4 separate regions of the Mus musculus genome follow, and regions 2, 3 and 4 are each linked to region 1. The links are chromatin contacts, called in public HiChIP or PLAC-seq, capture Hi-C and promoter capture Hi-C maps. All regions are on one chromosome and are shown on one strand. The core of a region is the stretch at or near the end of the contact, and the rest is flanking DNA. Distances in the headings are between cores, read along the strand shown.

Region 1 (3,321 bases), core at 337-2,836:
TACGTACCTCAACTCCAGTTCTAGGGAATGCAGTGTTCTCTTTAGGCACCAGGATTGCATGTGTTGCACAGACATAAATGAAAGCAAAACACTCAAAAGTAAATAAAACTAAGAAACAGAACCTGGGAGCAGGAGAGTGTGGTAGCTCACATCTGTAATCCCAGCACTGGAAGGGCTCAGGGTCTTAGACTAAAATAAGGCTCATATACGTTGCATGGCCTGTAGGGGTCAGAAGCCAGGAGCCTAGAGACAAAGCCTTTTTTGTATAGTTGAGTTTTTCTCATCAACTACCACTAAGAGGAGACACATCCCCCCTTAAGCCCAGAGGCTGTGGTTATAGGATTGGGCCCTTCCCGCTGCTGACAGGGGATCCTCCTGTCATGGCTGGAGCTCACAAGTGAGATGGTGCTGTTTCTTCCCAGTAAGATAGTCACTCTCCCTGGTAGGATGTGGCTCCTACCGTGGTAGAGCACTTACCATTGTATGTGTAAGTATGTTGGTAGGCTTAGGATTCCTTCCCCTCTGCCACATGTCAAGAACAAAACAACTCTGGTCTAGCATCTAGCCAAAGCTGGAGCCCCGTTTTGTTGTGTGAGCTGAGACTGCTCAGGTTGGTCTACTGGGCTTTCTAAATAGCTGGGAAGCCCAACCCCTTTCTGTTCTTTTGAGACAGGGTCTCATGTAGCTCAGGCTGAAACGGGACTCACTATGTAACCCTGACAGGCTTTGAATGAATTCTACCTCCACCTCCTGAATGCTGGGGTTACAGGCACCTGTTAAGCCCAGTTGCTTTCTGTTGTTCTTTGTTTCTGACAAACTTTGCCCTGTATTTATTCAAAGTAACTAAAAGGCGGATGGGGTGTGCTAGGGAGGTAGACAGTTGCTACAGTGTGTTTTACACTTTAACCAATAGAGAGAGCAGTGGGAAAGATACAGAAAAACAAAACCAGCCTTCTTAACACCATCTTCACAGCTGTGAGCTCCAGCCAGCAGCAGGAAGAGCCCAATCCTATCCCCACAGCCTCTGGGCTGGAGGGGATGTGTCTCTTCTCAGTGGTGGTTAACGGAAACTTGTGAATGCTGCAACTGCGGGCCATGCTGCCAACCTCTCATCTCTTTCCGCCATGTCTCATAGGCAGTCTAGACAGCCTGGGGCTTGCTTGTGTAAAGCAGGCTGTATTTGAACGCACATAGACCCATCCGTCTCTGCCTCTGGAGTTCTGGGATTTGTTATCAAAGGCAAGAGCCACCATGTCCCTAGTAGAAACTTAAGAGTTCTTTGGAAGGGCTGGTGAGATGGCTCAGCGGTTAAGAGCGCTTCCATAGGTCCTGAGTTCCAATCCCAGCAACCACATGGTGGCTCACAACCATCCGTAACGAAATCTGATGCTCTCTTCTGTTTGCACTACCATCTCTAAATGAACTTCTGTAGGGCAGAAATGCACTGAAGCCTGAGCTGAGATGGTGCCCCAGAGCGAGCTTTTCAGCGCCTCCCAAGGTCCGAACTCCGAATCACTCCAGGGCGCGAGGGGCGTGGGCTTGACGAAACTCCGCCCCTGGGCGTGGCCTGGCGGCGGGGCGCGGCGGGTTCCCTCGGGGTCCGGGCTGGCGGCCACTCGGCGGCCACGGCGCGATGGAGTCGCCGGTCGAGCTGCTGGCCGCGCTACCCGCGCTGGTCACGGCGCTGGCGCTGCTGCTCGCCTGGCTGCTGCTGCGGCGTGGGGCGGCCCGGGTCCCGGCCCCGGAGAGCACCGCCTCGGACGAGGCCCCCGGGGCTCCTGCGCCGCCTGAACCTCCAGAGTCTTGCGCCCCGGAGCCTGCACCGGAGGGACCGAGCCAGTCCGAGCGCGTGGCGGAGCCGGAGGAGTCCGAGGCGGAGGAGCCAGCGGCCGAGGGGAGGCAGGTACGCTCCGAGATCGCCGTGGGGTCCCCGGGAGGGCGCCTACGAGCCTGCTGGCTGGACCTGCCCAGGAAGGGCCGAGCTAGTGGCCGGCAGGAAAGGAGGGTTCCTGGGGCTGGGACGCTCCATCCTCCCCCAAAGTGCCTCCAAGTGCCTTGCTTTGGAGCTGTCCTCCCTTCCTCCCCGTCCTGGCCGTCCCGGGCCTTTCAAGGCCCTTGACACTCTGCCCTGCAGCACCCTCCTCTTGCCTGGCTTCTGCCCACCCTTGCCTAAATCCACAAACACGTGTCCTACTTCAAGGTCTGAATTAAAGTGAGCTCTCTCTTGACAACACAGTACTTTGGGGTGGGATGTGCAAGAAGAGAAGTTGCCTGTCTTTTAGGTCAACTCGAATCCAGATTCCAGAGTCAGTGTGGGCGTTTTGTGAGGCTGGAAGGACGGGACTGAGGAAGGCACTTACTGGGACCATGGTATTGTAGCTTTCAAACTGCTTGTAGGCGTTGACACCTCCTCACCCCCCCACCCCCTGCGTTGGGATGAGCCCAGCTTATATGAAACAAAAGGTGCAAGAGGAGGCCCTGACCATCGCAGTTGATACCCCCAAACTACCTTGCCCACCTCCTAGGAGCTATCAGCTGACCAGTCTTCAGGGTACCCCTCACGCGTTCAGTCTCTGAGATGCATCTTTGCAGATTGGATCCGTGCTTGCCCGGGATACTGGGATGTCACAGTGCCAGGCCAGGCCACATGCTCTGGTCTCTGGTCAGATTTCAATACTTTGTTCTTGGGTGGCAGGATGGTTAGGAAGCCGTGGGCTAGCATAGTGGAAGCTGTGGGCAAGCCGTGGGCTAGCCGCCGTGGGCAAGCTGTTGGCTCTCTGCAGCCGCCTCCTTCCCTTGCTGGATACAATGGTTTACCCTGGAGTGAAGCTCTTGGGACAGGAGAGGCGGCAATGAGACTGGGCTCAGGCCTTTCTCTGCTGAGTCTGCCAGACTCCCTACTAGCAGGCTCTTTGCTTGACAAGTGGGTGACTAATTGTGTCATTAGAGTGGCTTCTAACTAGCCCTGAATAGGAGAACTATTGTGTTCAGCCCAGAGAGAATGGAAGGCTGCTGGGAGCTCACAGTCCTGGAGTGAGGGCCAGGTGGATTTGGGATTTCTCTCAGGCTCTCCCTGGTTGTCCCCATCAGCCCTGTTTCAAATGGTTCGCCTATTTCCTATTTCGCAGCAGCAGATTCAAGATCAAAGTCCAAGGTGTCTTTAAGCAGGGCACAGTCCTGACTTTATCCTCTGGAGTAGAGCAGTTTCCTACTGGATTTTCTCCGAGGTGTTCTTCACACGCATCCTCCAACGGGTCCTTTTCTGGTTTTGGTTGGTTGCTTGACTGAGACAGATTCTTGACTTCTTGACATGTAGCTTAG
Region 2 (3,321 bases), core at 408-2,907, 630 kb after region 1:
ATCTCCTGCATCAAGAAAAAAAAGTGTGCCGGGCGTGGTGGCGCACACCTTTAATCCCAGCACTCGGGAGGCAGAGGCAGGCAGATTTCTGAGTTCGAGGCCAGCCTGGTCTACAAAGTGAGTTCCAGGACAGCCAGGGCTATACAGAGAAACCCTGTCTCGAAAAACAAACAAAACAAACAAACAAACAAACAAACAAAAAAGAAAAGAAAAGAAAAAAGAAAAGAAAGTGCATTAAAATATTGAATTTTGGGGGCTCCATTAACTTTGCATTCAGGCTAAAGCCTTCATTCGTTTAACCCATTCTCAGCACCGTTACTGTAAAAGGGTCTTACATATGTTGTTACAAGGGCAAGTTAGAGAGGTAATGAAGAAATGTAGTTCTTTTTTTTTTTTTTTTTTTTTTTTCGAGACAGGGTTTCTCTGTGTAGCCCTGGCTGTCCTGGAACTCACTTTGTAGACCAGGCTGGCCTCGAACTCAGAAATCCACCTGCCTCTGCCTCCCCAGTGCTGGGATTAAAGGCGTGCGCCACTACCGGCGTAGTTCTTTTTGGTGGCATGAAATCAAATGAAGAAAGAGTGCATTTTACTTAGCACTTAAAGGCTTTTTGAAACAAGGCATTACACAGCCCAGGCTGCCTTCAGTCCGATTCTATATAGCTGATAATGATCTTGGACTTCGTGATCCTCAGACCTCCACTTGAAGTTGCAAGCCTGTGTGTGCCACGGTGCCCAGTTTATGCTGTGCTTTGAGATTATATTTTGGCTTTAGTGCATGCTCGACATCTCCAGCCTACTACTTAGCAATTTTTAAGGAAGAATTAAAAAACAAACTGGTGAAAACTGGCTGTCTTTGAGGCTCAGGAACTCTTTGTTATAAATCCTACGCTAGAACTTCTTAGGCGTAGGTACATCTTCGATGACGATAATGATATGGCAAAGTAAAGTCTAGATTTCAAAATTTCTAGGACCTGCCCTGCCGGTTTAGGTGGGAAAAGACTTGGGCTATAAAATGTAGAGAAACTGGACCTGTTCCCTCTCGCTTTAAATCCAGGCCCAGTGCATAAACCCGGAAGCTCCGCAGGACCAGGTCCTTGCATCCCAAGTCTCTAACGTCAGTCAAGTCGGCAATATTTTTAGCCAACGACAATGAACCGTCTCCCGAACGTAACCTTTGTCCTGTTACCCTTTCGCTCCAATTTGTTTGGGTTCCAGTAAAATCAACAGCTTTCCTCTATTAGCCTCCTCACCCCGCCCGAGACCCTTGACACCCATTCCCTTCTGGTTTCCGGGGACACTGTGGTGAGAGGACCCCCCCCCCACACACACACACACCCACCGCCCTAGCCTGAAAGGAGGTGAGTCCCACAGCGCAGGCGCAATCCCGCCCCTCAAGGCCCTGGCCAATCGGTTGCGCGCGTCTCCAGGGCTCTTTTCCTCCCGGAAAGATCACGTGAACCTGGAGACGTGAGGTCCGGGAAGAGCCCCACTCCCTTTCCAGTGCCACTGCGGTCCCTTGACCTTTTACCTTGCTTTCCTTGGCGAGGAGCCGCTCGGGGACCTCCCCTGGCCCGCAGCAGGGGATTCGTCCGTCCGGCGGGCGGTACCAGCGTCGGGGATTGCAGCCGGTCACGTGAGGAGTGGCGGCGGGGACGGGGCGGGGACGGCTCGAGGGGGCGGGGCCGAGGGCTGTCTCGCTCCGCTCATAGGGCCTGGTCGGCGCCTGAGCTGCGGAGACAGGTTGTCATCGCTTTGGTGCCTGTCACTTCTGTCGCCACCTCCTCTGCCCCCAGCACTGGTCTCCGTCATGAATCCCGATCTGCGCAAGGAGCGGGCCGCCGCCACCTTCAATCCAGAGTTAATCACGCACATCTTGGATGGTAGTCCGGAGAACACCCGGCGCCGTCGAGAAATCGGTGAGCCTGGAGGGCCGGGCCTCTTATACCGAACCAGGCGAAAGACCCCCGTGAATGAGGATTTGGGGCCTCTGGAGTTGAGGGGAAGCGGGGACCCCTACTTCGATGGGCGTCCGGTGTCAGGATTAGGAGGGGAACGTCCTCTGTTCTAATCTGATGGGAGTCAGGGAGGGTGAGTACCTGTTTCTCTTGATGTCATTTAACCCTCTTTCAGAGAACTTGATTCTGAACGATCCAGACTTCCAACATGAGGACTATAACTTCCTCACTCGAAGCCAGCGTTACGAGGTGGCTGTTAAGAAGAGTGCCACCATGGTGAAGAAGATGAGGGAATTTGGCATCGCAGACCCTGAAGAAATCATGTGGTTTAAAAAGTAGGTGTATCTTAGCACATTAGTGTATGCCCAAACTACAGCTGCAGTCTGGGGAGGTCTTCTTACCGCGCATGTCGTTTAAAGGCTTAAATTGAATACTTCATGATTCAATTTTATGTGTGAAAAATAATATTACTTTTGCATCTAGATCTTTTAGTAGGATAGCATAGCATAGTTGTAAAAATGCTAATAATGAACGGTTGTGCCCAAAATTGTTTTTTTTTTTAATTTTAACAAACTTTAAGGGATGGTGAGGTGGCTACCTGGCCTAATCATCTAATTTCAATTTGTAGAAAGAGAGTCACCTCCCTTAGATTGTCCTCTGACCATTTGCTAGAGGTGGCTGTTGTACCCCCACACACAATAAGATGAAACTTTAATTTATAAAGTTCTTTTGAACTGGGCCACGGTGACCCATGCCTTTAATCTCAGCACTTCGGAGGAGGCAGAGGCAGAGGCAGGCTGATCTCTGATTTTGAGACCAGCCTGGTCTGCAGAGCTAGTTCCTGTTCGTCAGCCAGGGTTACATGGCGAAACTGTGGGAGAGGGTGGGCCAGAAGGCCGGGCAAACACTAGTGAAGCCCGCTGGGGGGATGGGGGAGACAGAGAGGCAAATAATAAAAAAGCTTTTTGTTCCAAACATCCCTATGAAAGTTCTTTAAGTGCAAAGTGAACCTTCACTTTGTAAGAAAGCTTCCCGATACCAAAGGTGTGGCGCAGTGGAACACAGATTGCCTAGTGTCTCAAGGCTGTGGGTTTGAGTCTCAGCACTGAAGACAAAACAGAGAGGGGGTGGCGAAATCCGCCTACTGATTTTCTGAGGAACTGTATTGCAAGACCAGACATTGAACTATTTTGGAACACTATCAGATTCTGTTTTTATGTAATGGGTAGTTTGAGTATAAAGTAATAGAAAGTGTGAGAGTCCGTGGAGAACCTGTCAGACCTCAGAATGAATCCGATATTCTCAGAACCACATTCTAAGAACGTCGCATTGTCGGATGGAATGCTGGCGTTTCCTACTGGCTGGC
Region 3 (3,321 bases), core at 368-2,867, 590 kb after region 1:
CACCGGGATTGAAATGGGGGAGGGCTGGGACAAAGGCTGAGTGGTTTGCACCCTTGATGACATCTCACTAATCATTTTGTGCCTGGAGCAGTGGGCATCGTAGGCCACTGTGTTTCCTGTGGCTGTTGGCTCTGCCAGGTCCTCCCTCCGCCTTCTTCGGCTCCCTTTGCTACTAGCAACCTCTTTCAGGAGCTGAAAATGGAATCTTCTCTCTACTTCAGTGGCCATGATCAGTAGCTTCTTGGTGAGATGCAGCCAAAAGACGGCTGGGCCTCTTCTGTTGCACCGAGGCCCTGCTAGAAATAGGAGTTGACTTGGCGTCAGATGTGAGAGACAAGCCACTAAATCTTTTTTTTTTTTAAAGATTTATTTTACTAATATATACAGTACACTGTAGCTGTCTTCAGACACTCCAGAAGAGGGAGTCAGATCTTGTTGCGGATGGTTGTGAGCTACCATGTGGTTGCTGGGATTTGAACTCTGGACCTTCGGAAGAGCAGTCGGGTGCTCTTACCCACTGAGCCATCTCACCAGCCCCCCCCCTTTTTTTTTAAGATTTATTTATATGAGTACACTATAGTTGTTTCCAGACACACCCGAAGAGAGCATCAGATCCCTTTACAGATGGTTGTGAGCCACCATGTGGTTGCTGGGAATTGAACTTAAGACCTTTGGAAGAGCAGTCAGTGCTCTTAACCACTGAGCCATCTCTCCAGCCCCATGCCACTAAATCTTAAGACAATGTGATCATCAGACAGTCTGTCTGACTTGGTAGAAACCACAAGGACTAGTCAGTGGCTTTTCTACCTGGAAACCAGACAAAGTAACAAGCAGGGTACTTGTGGACTTCAGAGACCTGCGGCTCCTCTACAGGGCTGATCAATTCTGGTCGTGACTTGAGAAGGTATGCATTGGGTAGCCTGGCCTCTCAGAAGCTAGTCTGAGTTCCTATCTGAACATGGAGAACCAGCTGGGTGGCACCCGCATTTTAAAAATAGATTTGAGAGCAGTTATGGTGGTTCCCACCTGTAATGACAGCACTTGGGAGGCTGAGGCGGGGAGGTTGGTTGCCAGCTTGGGTTACAGAGCAAAAGCCTCTCTCAAGCTTAAAAGAAAAAAAAAAGATAGCTGTCTGATGTGAATGTCTACTAGCACTCCGTGGGAGACAGAGCAAGGCCCGGGTGGCCCCACCTCTCCACTTCTCCACCTCTCCTGGCAGGCCGAGCTATGGGTGGGGGCCCGGTTGATAGTGGACCTCTGTGCAAGAGCCTTTGAGGTTGGCTAACCCCAGCTCTAGGACCCGCTGAGCCAGGACCTGAACAAGTGCTTGAGTCAGTCTGTCTCGCTATGCTCCAGCCTGGCCACTTCCCCACCTGGGTGTGATCCCCGCTCTCTGGCTGGGCATGTGGGTGTAACAAGTCCAAACCTCCGTGGGAGTCGTACGGGCGCCCCGCCCCTGGGCTGTGCCCTCTCCTCCCAGACTGGTTGTGCAGGAGCTGGCTGCGCACGTCGGGGCGGGCGCTGGGGCATGCGCGGGCCGGGCCTGGCAGAGACACCGCACCTGCAGGGAGGAGCCTCCCAGAAACTGCCTTCCCCGACCGCCGCCCCACCTCCCCAGAGCCCGGCTAGTAGCCAGCGAGGACGCGCGTCGCCTTCCCGCCGCCCTCCTCCCAGGAGAGCCCAGCCTGAGCCGGCACCTGCTTCACCACCATGTTCAAGGGGCTGAGCAAAGGCTCCCAGGGGAAGGGGTCCCCCAAGGGCTCCCCAGCCAAGGGGTCCCCTAAGGGCTCCCCCAACAAGCACAATCGGTGAGTGGGGCCCTGGGTAGCGGTGCTGGGATCAGGGTGGTGCAGGGCCCAGGTATGTTCCAACTACCTGTTGGCGGCAGAGCTCAGTTCTGGCATTTGGTGTCCTTAGGCTAAGGGCCCAAGGGCCTCTCTCCTGCCTGTGGCCCAGGTTGAGCAAGGGATGGATAGCCTGCTGCCACCCACATTCTCCTGCGGATGAGGGATGTTGGGGGGCACAGGGGAAGGGTGCCCTTTCAGAGGTGCGGGACGGGATGGCTGGGACCAGCAGAATCTGGCTCCCTGTTTTGGCACGCAACCCTGATGGTGCACTTGGGTTGGCTAAATCTTGGAGTGAGTGTGGATTCAGGGTGGGCAGGAGTAAGAGGCTCAAGAGAGAGAGGGCTTTCTGAGCTGGAGTACACCCCACCTAAACCACTTTCCCCCCAGGTCCCAACCCTGGGTCTTGTCTGTCTCCTTCAAGAGTCAGGAGGCCTTTCTCATGGGGGTGACAGGAGGTGGTGGTGCCATGCTCTGATCAGTGGCTCTCTGCAGAGAGAACTGACCACGTTCATCCCACTCACTGGCCCCAAGCCCTCTCTAGGAGATGGCAGCCTGCCTGGATTCAGGTGTCGGTCGGGGTGCAGAGGTGTCAAGATAAGAGTGTAGATGAAAGGCAAAGATCCAGGTACCCATTACCTCGACAGTGATCAGGGTGCCAACCCAGAGGCTGGGCATCTGGGCCAACAGGAAAGACAGTGCTTAAGACTCTCACTGCAGTGACCTGTCTCCCTGAGGCACTGCGCCCAGCCCAGGGTGGGGTGCATAGCTCCCAGCAGAAGCATCTCTGTCAGGAGGCCCAACCTGAGGCTGGGCTCTCCCTGGAGTCCCAGAAGCGTCCTGGTCCCAGTCCCAGACTCCTGTAACTTCATTCACACGTCCTGCTGAGGGCTCCTTGTTCCCCTCAGAGGTGTCAACTCCTTGAGCTCTTCTTTATGCCCAGACTGCCCTAGCCTCTGGGAATGCCCTAGCCAGCAAAACACTGGCATCCCTACCTTGAAAGTGCTCGCTTCCGTACAATAAAAATTAACACGTTGCCTTTAATCTCAGCACTCCAGACAGAGGCAGAGACTAGCGGATCTGTGTGTTGGAGGCTAGGCCAGCTAGGGCCACACAGTGAGATTGGGGCCTGGAGAGATGGCTTAATGGCTAAGAGCACTGGCTATTCCAGAGGACCTCTGATCAATTCCCAGCTTCTACATTCATCTTCAGGTCCAGGGAATCCTGTTCTGGTCTCCACAGGCATCAGACGCACACATGATACACAGACATACATTTAGGCAAAACATCCGTACACATAAAAATAAAATGATACATACTGGGTGCTGACTCCAAGGCACTGAGCTGGCTGCTTCCCATGGCTTAATTCTTTAAGTACCTAGGAGACCTTTGTGCTCAGCGCCAGACATGGTGGCACAGGCCAACTTTAATCCTAGCACTCAAGGCTCAGGCAGGCAATCTCTATGAATTTGAGGCT
Region 4 (3,321 bases), core at 272-2,771, 550 kb after region 1:
TTCCACACTGGGTGTGATTGAGCAAAGAGACCTTAAAGCCCACACCTAATAGTGCCTCTCCTCATGGGCCAAACATTCAAACACATGAGTCTATGGAGGCCAGACCTATTCAAACCACCATGTTTTATCACATCAGCAGAAACTCTAAGACACCATTTATTTGTATTTTTAGCTGCACCCTGGGATTGCAGGCCTCCGTTCCTCTCCCCTCCCCCTTTCCTCATGGCAACTGACTTGGCCTCAGTTCTTGGGGTCTGTGAACTCAGTCAGAGAGCAGCTTCCCAATAAACCACCTTTAGTATAATCTTTGAAAAAAAAAGAGGTGGGGGCTGGAGAGATGGCTCAGTGGTTAAGAGCACTGACTGCTCTTCCAAAGGTCCTGAGTTCAAGTCCCAGCAACCACAGGGTAGCTCACAACCATTTGTTATGAGATCTGTGTGTGAAGACAGCTACAGTGTACTTAGATATAATAATAAATAAATAAAAATCTTTTTTAAAAAGTTTATATAGCAAGTTCTTTTTCCTGCTGGGCCATCTCCATGGCTTATTGTTTAGGTGTGTGTGTGTGCAGGCCCATGCTTCACAGCTCAGTATGTGAGTGTAATTCGGAGGACCACTTTTTGAGGTTAGTTTTTGCCTCCCACCTTCTGAAAGCAGTTTGTCTAATTTTTTGTTTTCAAAAGCCTTAACCTTTATTTTTATTTTGTTTTATGTATATGAACATTCTGTCTACACGTATGTCTGTGTACATGTGTTTTGTAGACTACGAAGCCAGAAGAGGGTTGGATCCCTGGGACTGGAATTCTAGATGGTTTTGAGCCACCATTCTCGTGCTAAAAATTAAACCCAGATCATCTTGATAGAGCAACCAGTGTTCTTAACCACTGAGCCATCTGCCCAGGCCCAGTCTTCCTTGATATTTTTGCTGGAGAACTAGTACTCCACACTAGCTGATCTCTGAACTCCGATGGGGGGAAGGGTTGGAGTCATACATTTTTTTGCAACCTCCTTTAGTAACACAAAAGGGTAGACTGAGTTACGCGGCCAGCTTCTTTTCACCTGCCGTGATTGGCACAAGACTGAGACTCCTGGTGTACTCGCCCGCAAAGATTAATAAAAGTCATACTTGGATGGTCACATGATCTAGAGGAGGCCACGGGTCTCAAGCTCCTATTGGGGACACTGCCTTCTGACCGAGGCCTCTTCGTGTGTGTGTGTGTGTGTGTGTCTGTGTGTGTGTGTGTTTTAAATAAGGTCTAACTGTGCAACCCAGACTGACCTCAACTCGAGGCAATCCTCCAGCCTCAGCCTCCTCGGTATTGGGATTAAAGGCGTACACTACCATTCTCTGGGTGCAAGGATGCATGAGGTGGGCATCTTTCTCGGGTCCTCCTATCCTTGGTAGATTTGAAGCGAGGCTAATCCTTAGAAATGCGGAGACCCAGCAACAGCCACGAATTCAACCCAGGAGGCGCAGGCGCACACCAACACACCACAGAGGCCCAAGACATCCGCGGTCTGCGGCGGAGTCCGTCAGTGTACCATCGGCCCAGCCTGGAAAGTGCCGCTCTCTCTCGCCGCTGGTCGTCTCGCCTGCTCCGTTCCATCGTGCTTTGCGGCTCAGGGGCAAGATGGCTGCTGAGAAGCAGATCCCGGGTGGTGGTAGTGGTGGTGGTGGAAGCGGCAGCGGCGGCGGCGGCGGAGGGAGCGGTGGCGGACGCAGTGCCGGAGGAGACGAGAATAAAGAAAACGAACGCCCTTCAGCCGGATCGAAGGCAAACAAAGAGTTCGGGGACAGCCTGAGTTTGGAGAGTATCCTCGAGCGGTGGCCTAACTCGCAATGACTACGTGTCGCTCGGAGGGCTGGGGGCGGGCGAGGCGGCGGGGGCCAGCACCGGGCTGCGGAGCCGAGGTGCGCCGCTGCCTCCTGCCCTTCACTTTCGGCATTCCCGTGTGCATGGTTTGCCTCTCGTCCTGGCTTTCCGGAGCTTGTTTTTGCAAGGGGTATAGAGATGGTAGGCAGGGTTCCCTCTGTGCCCCTCAGATGTCCAGTTGGAGGGCTGAGCCGGGGTTGACACCCTGCCCACCCCACAGAGCTCCTGGTCGGTACCTTGAGCCACCGGACTGTGGAGGGGAAACTGCAGCCTTGACATTTCAGCGTGGAGCTGTTGTCGGACAGCTGTCGAACCCTGGGTCATAAAACAGCGAGATGCTTTGAAAATGGAGGGAGAGTGCTCTCCAGGAAAGCTGCTGCTTACCTGTTTTGAATAGTAGTTACTTTAGTTTGTTAATATCATGTGTATAGTTTTTTGTTTTTTCAAAAGTAGGTCTGTAAGGCATTTTATCTTGTTGGACTCTTCTCGAAGAACTGTAGGAGTTACTTTTTTTTTTTTTTTTTTGAGTGTCCAAGTCCGCATGGGTATGGGTGTAGGTGTAAGCGCTGGTGCTGTGTCTGCAGGTCACAGGTCAACGTCTTCCTAATTCTCTACCTTTGAGACTGGGTCTCCCTCCAAAAGTGCAGCTCACTACTTGGAATAGACTGTATGGCCAGTGGGCTCCAGGGATCTTTCTGTCTCTTGCCATCCCAGCTGTGGGATTACGTGTGCAAACAACAGTATGGCCTTTTTACGTGGGTTCTGGGGAGATCCCAACATGACCTCATGCTTGCTAACAGCAAGTCCTTTACCAGCTGAGCAGTCTTCCCAACCCTCAGGAAACATTTTCTGGTTTGTATTAGCTTATATATCATTTGTGTGGTTCTAATAGCATGTGGCTTTTTTTTTTTAACGTGTTATTTTAAATACTTTTAAATGTTGCTTTATCTTATTTTATGTGTGTGTTTGCCTGCATGTTTGTGTATCACATGTGTGCCTGGTGCCCACAAAGGCCTGAAGAACATATGGATCTCCAGGAATTAGACTTACAGATGTTTAGTTCCTCCACGTGGGTGCTGGGAGCCGACCTGGATTCCTCCAGAAGAGCAGGAAGTGCTGTTAACCACTGAGCCCTCTCCAGCTGGTTTGTTGGTTTCTGAGACAGAGTTTGGCTGTGTAGCCCAATTTGGCCCTGAGCTGCTTCTCATCGCCCGCCGTCCCCTCTGATGCTGAGATAATAGGCATATACTATTGTTGGAGTCCCTTGTGGCTTTTTGAGATGCATACCAAATGGAGGTGGTTTAGAGGAATTTCTGAAATAAAACATGCACTTTGTGTGTGTGTGTGTGTGTGTGTGTATGTAAATTCTCGTGGATTCGTACTTTGCTTTTTGCTCTGGTATTATTGTTCTTACTACATGTTAGAATGCCCAGGAAAAAGAAAAACT

What was found. Promoter capture Hi-C pulls out the DNA fragments that hold promoters and counts their contacts. HiChIP or PLAC-seq counts read pairs in DNA pulled down with a chosen protein or histone mark. Capture Hi-C pulls out chosen DNA fragments and counts their contacts.
Region 2: a contact with region 1 is called in a promoter capture Hi-C map of liver, with 2.8 times the contacts expected there. The contact joins the promoter of Ten1 here to the promoter of Mxra7 in region 1. A contact is called at or near these places in 2 of 39 promoter capture datasets (cranial neural crest and liver) and 1 of 115 datasets of contacts at active chromatin or transcription factors (large pre-B cells).
Region 3: a capture Hi-C map of embryonic stem cells shows a contact between it and region 1, with 4 times the contacts expected there. The contact joins the promoter of Evpl here to the promoter of Mxra7 in region 1.
Region 4: an H3K27ac HiChIP or PLAC-seq map of microglia shows a contact between it and region 1, with 5 times the contacts expected there. The contact joins the promoter of Srp68 here to the promoter of Mxra7 in region 1. A contact is called at or near these places in 3 of 39 promoter capture datasets (hippocampal neurons and liver) and 2 of 115 datasets of contacts at active chromatin or transcription factors (bone marrow-derived macrophages and microglia).

What each region holds. Positions count from the first base shown.
Region 1 is chr11:116,826,311-116,829,631 of GRCm38.p6, reverse strand. It overlaps Mxra7 (matrix-remodelling associated 7), which reads left to right and starts at 1,586. Exons shown (of 4, transcript NM_026280.3): 1 at 1,586-1,903. The coding sequence starts at 1,634.
Region 2 is chr11:116,197,191-116,200,511 of GRCm38.p6, reverse strand. It overlaps Ten1 (TEN1 telomerase capping complex subunit), which reads right to left and starts at 1,657. Exons shown (of 4, transcript NM_027107.1): 1 at 1,529-1,657. Acox1 (acyl-Coenzyme A oxidase 1, palmitoyl) reads left to right here and starts at 1,467. Exons shown (of 14, transcript NM_015729.3): 1 at 1,467-1,916; 2 at 2,131-2,290. The coding sequence starts at 1,808.
Region 3 is chr11:116,236,387-116,239,707 of GRCm38.p6, reverse strand. It overlaps Evpl (envoplakin), which reads left to right and starts at 1,617. Exons shown (of 22, transcript NM_025276.3): 1 at 1,617-1,808. The coding sequence starts at 1,711. It overlaps Gm33250 (a long non-coding RNA gene), which reads right to left. Exons shown (of 8, transcript XR_389161.4): 8 at 1,482-1,561.
Region 4 is chr11:116,272,417-116,275,737 of GRCm38.p6, reverse strand. Srp68 (signal recognition particle 68) reads left to right here and starts at 1,521. Exons shown (of 16, transcript NM_146032.3): 1 at 1,521-1,812. The coding sequence starts at 1,632.